2 separate regions of the Lactuca sativa genome follow, and region 2 is linked to region 1. A link is a contact called in public Hi-C data. All regions are on one chromosome and are shown on one strand. Each heading gives the region's core, a stretch centred on a gene start, on an enhancer-like site or on the middle of the called end of the contact. The rest is flanking DNA. Distances are from core to core; before and after follow the strand shown. Region 1 holds the start of LOC111876519 (UDP-xylose transporter 2). Region 2 holds the start of LOC111876515 (protein farnesyltransferase/geranylgeranyltransferase type-1 subunit alpha).

Evidence for each region. Hi-C and Micro-C count contacts between places; a contact is called where the count stands out from the background.
Region 2: a contact with region 1 is called in a Hi-C map of leaf, with 5 times the contacts expected there. The contact joins the promoter of LOC111876515 here to the promoter of LOC111876519 in region 1. A contact is called at or near these places in 2 of 4 Hi-C or Micro-C datasets (both in leaf).

Annotation. Positions count from the first base shown.
Region 1 is chr9:18,944,430-18,947,129 of Lsat_Salinas_v11, reverse strand. It overlaps LOC111876519 (UDP-xylose transporter 2), which reads right to left and starts at 1,394. Exons shown (of 9, transcript XM_023873056.3): 1 at 1,141-1,394; 2 at 956-1,049; 3 at 698-869. The coding sequence starts at 818.
Region 2 is chr9:19,182,132-19,184,831 of Lsat_Salinas_v11, reverse strand. LOC111876515 (protein farnesyltransferase/geranylgeranyltransferase type-1 subunit alpha) reads right to left here and starts at 1,386. Exons shown (of 5, transcript XM_023873053.3): 1 at 1,043-1,386; 2 at 628-737; 3 at 404-524; 4 at 239-334. The coding sequence starts at 1,273.

The sequences.
Region 1 (2,700 bases), core at 145-2,644:
TGAATGGCAAAAACAGCTGTAAATGGCTTCATAATTAGGTTTATTACAATAGTCACTATATTGGTGTTTCCTAGAGTTCATGGTTCTTGAGTTTGCAGCACAATTTTGTTGTGACTATGATCTTAGGAGAATCCTCATTGTAATTTGTATGTGATCTTGTGTGCAATTCAGTGGTTTGTTCATGAGTTGTCCTTTTAATCATTGGAGCAGTGTGGATTCAATTCCAATCCTTTGAACTGTCTAAAGGAAAATTGAAGTCTTAAGCCAAATTAAGAAAGGATATCATGATTTATTGACAATCATGTATCAAAACAAGTAAATCAAGCAATGAAGCATCATCAGCAATCCAAGGCCTTACCGGTTAACTCTCAAGCATAAAGTTATAAGGATATATGTCCTTTTTATGTCAATGGTGAATGTGAGTATCAAGTTCCAAATGGAGTTAATCGTCAACAATGTACAATTATCATATATCAAGCAATATGAACTTGATTTACTAGTTAATCAAGAAAATAAACATAAATTTAAGCGACAATTACTCAATCTCACTGGCCTAGAAGAACAAATTCTAAGGATCGTGAGCTTTGTTTCTTAATGGCAATTTACAGAACATTCAGCACAATAGGTGCTGATTCATCGACCAGGATCATTAAAAGATTCAAAACTACAAATTTAGTGTGAAGGCTTGATTGCTTACCAAAAGTGAAACCAAGAGTGCTTATTAGTGCCTTGTTGCAAATCACAATCGAAACCGAGGAAATCACAGATAAACTCAACGCTCCAACTGTTCCCAGCTGAAACCGCTGTCCTTCGCCCATCTTCCTCTCTCACTTACGTGTCACTTCTAACTTCGATTTCGATCTCAAAATCTACCAAAAACATAAAACCAAAATCAAACTTAATCTTCATAAAATCAACCAATCAAAGCATCAGACGTCAACTTCGTAAATCGTACCTCATTCCAGTAAATTACGAACTGGCGCTAATTGCCAAACAGCAAACTTCAAACCTCCACAAAATTCACCATTTAAAACTCCAGATCTACTACTCTACAATTCGGTATTACATAAAAAAAATCAAGAAATTTTACACGCAACTCCACAGAAAACTCAGTGTGAATGCAGACAGATAAAAAGTAACCTGAGATCACAACGAGGATATCTCCTTCCTCAAATTCTGTAGTAGATATAAGTATGCATATACATATGATTGAATGATTATATAGTGCCTAGGGATGGGTGTGTGAAAGTTAGGAAAGAGTACTGTAATCAGTGTGAATCCATGAACAGAGAAAGGGAAAAAATCTAATTATTTTGACTTGTTTTTGAATTTGGTTTTCCGGCAGTTTTGACGCCGGCAAGATAGATGGTTGATTGTGAAAATGGACGGTCGTGATTTTCTTTATTCTAGTTCCCCTTCAGATCTAGTATAAAAACCCAAACTATAATGTATAAAGGGCAAAATCTCACATCGTAAGTATAAAATAACTCGATTGCCTGATATAAAAAGTAACTTTTTAACAATTAATCTATATATTTATTGTTTGGATTTTTATTCAAAGTATAAACCTTTTTATCATAAACATTGATTTTAGAAATAAGTTTATTTAAATAAAATTGACCTATAATAAAATTATTATTAAAATTTGCTTATTCTTTTCAGAACGTGATGAAATATATATAAAAGAAAAAACAACCAACAATGAGCAATTGCATCAATTCCGAGAACCACGGGTTATTTATTATTTGGATAAAATTAAATTGTCTAATTAGGCAATTTGGATTGTACTTTTAAATAGTGCAAATTACAAAAGAAAAAAAAAATCAATATATTATCATAAAATTTAGAATTTGATACCGAATATTGTTTTTTTATAATTATGTCAATATATTTACAATTTTGTTGCAATATTAACCAAATAACCAGTTTTATCAGTTCTCCCGAAAAACATTTTTCCTGAATTACAATAAAGAATTATGATTTTGACACTGTGTTATTTTCTCAATTATATCACTACATTTACAATTTTATTGCAATATCAAGCAACTTACCGTTACCATCAATCTAGAACATTACCAAAATAAATGACATAACAATATTGTGACGTGGAAGTCACATCACACCATCAATTCAGTATTGTGTGCACAAAAGAAAAGTCAGTTTGACCCATGGCTACGACATGACCCTCTATAGGGCGTGACGCAACGAGGCAAAAACCTCCTTATAAAAGGAGGGTCGCCTCTCCTCATTTCTTTCCACCAATTTTTCCAACTCTCTCTCCCCCCTCACAAGATTTCGGTCAATTGTGATTCGAACTCTCGTTTTGTAATGTAGTTAGTGAAGCTTTAGAGGTTTCAGAAGGATAACTAAGGAAAGTAAGTAAACGTTGAAGTTCTATTCACGGCTACTCGGACCTCATCAAATTGAGTAAGTTACACTTACTTTTATCTAACCTACTTAGTTGTTTCAAAAATATTATGTTGAATTAGTATATTTATGTAACTCTATTCCAACTGTCCTCACATTCTAAATACAACGAACATATATTGTCACACATAGTATAATAAGATAACTCACCTAAATATTCTTGAAACAACTAAGTAGGTTAGATAAGAGTAAGTGTAACTTACTTAATTTGACGAGGTCTGAATCGTCGCGAGTAGAGCTTCGACGTTTACTAACTTTCCTTAGTTATCCTTC
Region 2 (2,700 bases), core at 137-2,636, 240 kb before region 1:
ATGAAGAAAAAAGTAATTAATACAAAATAAGATGTTGAATTAGGAATTTAGGATGGTAGATTTAAACAAAATTCTTGAAAATGACAAATATATATTCATGGAAAACAGTTTCTAGACCCCAAGAACTCAAAGAACATTTTGGCCCCACTGATTACATTATGATCTATTTTAATAATTTCAGCAGAAAACATGTAGCAGAATAAAGATCCCATGTTAAGAAACTTAATAATCTATATACCTGATTCCAAGCAGAATTGTTGAAAATATCATCTTCAAGTAGTTTATCACAGTAAGCAAGTTCATCTTCCCAGCCTCCAAGATTTTGAAGGACCCACTGAATATGAAAATAAATAAATCAAATCTGAAGCCTTTATACATACTGTAATATAACTAAGTTGCATACCTGTCTATGAGACCAAGCATGATAATTTTTAGTATCGTTTAAGAATATGTTCTTGGTGAACTCAAGTTCTCTACCAGCAGCTTCACTCCCCAATTTCTCAGCAACCCACCTCCTATGGTGCCTGTATTAAGATTTAAGAATATTTCAAATCATATCATTTACAAGCTATTTTGGTAGAATCTGAATGCTAAGTGATTTGTCTAAGAAAGAGGATACTGTCTCACCATAGTTGGTAGTTTTTTGAGTTCTTGCTAGCAAGATGCTCAACGAATTCTAATTCATCATGCAAATCAGCATTGAGAGTCTCGAGTACTACTCTTCTGAATTGCCACACCTGTGATGTGAAAGACAAAAACATGTTGGCTCTCATAGTAGATTGAATTGGCGTTTCTTGCTTCCACTATGTTCACATCAATTTCCTTCTTGTATTGCTAACTTCTAATCATGCTATCAAAAGTTTCTTTCTGTTTGTTACAACCATGTATCAAACTACTCAAAACCCCCAATTATCCTCTATTCGAAGGCTCAATTAGAGATTGAGCTCCAAACAGATACGATCACTGAAAAACGAAGTAGTAATAAAACTACAAATTATAATCAAAATTAGTTTGAGATCAATAAGAGTTTGTTAATTCTTACGGTGTAATTTCCAGCATTGAAGTGAATGGCTTCGGAGGTAAGCTGAAGAGCACGATGTGATCGCTCATCGGCGAGATATACAGCTCGAAAGTAATCCATAATCTCGGCGAACTCTTCAGAGTACGCAATGGGAACAACGGGGTTAGGACCATCGTCCTGCGGCACCGGAGTGATGTCGGACCATTCCGGTCTTTGTCTCAGTGGTATCCCCTCATCTTCATCTGAATCCATTCAGTCGACGACGATGATGCTCCGATCCGGCGATCCCCCTACCTCTTGGAATTTCTACTTTTATTCTCTGAGCTTCACTTCTCCCCTTTTTACCCCTCCCTACCTCAGCCGTCAATTTACAGTGAATATGTCTACTTTATACACCGGAGGTTTGCATTGGTAAAATAAATTAATAGAAGTATGTAAATTAATTTATCTTTATAAAATAACTATTTATAATATTAAATTAAATATTTTTATCTTTATCTTTACTACTAGTATTATATAAAGCATATTATATGTTTCTTGAAAATTAAGAGGTACAAATATAATTACATTCTATACAACCCTTTTAAGCTTAACATCAAAGGTCGAAAAGAAAAACTAAAACACGCTAGCCTTATTCTTCTCTAAACCTAGATTTTTTTCTTCCAACTTCGCTAACAACAAATCACCACCATGGACGGATTGTAACACCCCGATTCTCAGGTATTGAATTATGTTGAGACTGTACTTTTGTCAAACAACTTGTGTTTTTAGTGTGATTTAAGTTTGAGCTATAATAAATACAGTATGATTCTTATTTAATTACTTTCAATATGCATTTTAAAATGAGGTCTTGATTAATAATCGACATTTGATAGATTGAGATTGCAACCAAAACTACACCCGCTTCAACAACAAATTAACATTTAACAACGATTTCCAATCATATTCATATACAGAAATCTATAATTTTACATACAATTGATCTCATGAAAACACATAGAAGTTGGGTGTGACTTTATTAGCATCATGATATAAGACACCATAAATATATATTACACGGTGATGGTAATGAACAAAGAAAAAACAGTGAGAAATATTTACAACAAACGGCCATTTTTTCCGGGTCTTAAATGAAGAACAATATTCTGTCAAGAATCCCCATCTGGCGTTCACGTCTACCCATAAACTCATCTTTTATATACCTACTTGCATATGAGGTAGTTGAAGTAGAAGCAGAAGCATCATCATGTATACTTCTTGAACCCAAATATCTTTGATTTTCTCCTTGGTGGATCAGGAAACAACCATCTTCTTCCCTTATGATCTTCGGCCCCTACAAACAATTTATACCACTTTTTAATGAATACTTACTTATTGTTTATAACAAATTAATGGTTACTTATAATCCAAAACAAACATACTGGTCTTGAATTGCATATACATCTTTCAATGATTTTGAATCATCAACGGGTGCATAAAATATGGCTCGGTCTATTCCCCATCTTTCTTTAAATAAGTTACACCAAAGATCATTTTCCGAACCAAACACCTTCCACTTCTTGCACACTTAAGTTAAAAAACAACCAACTATTCCATCATTCTTATGACTCACCGATTTGAATATTTACTCTTCTTGAAATGCACAACACGAAATAAGGCCAATTCTTACTCTTAAAACA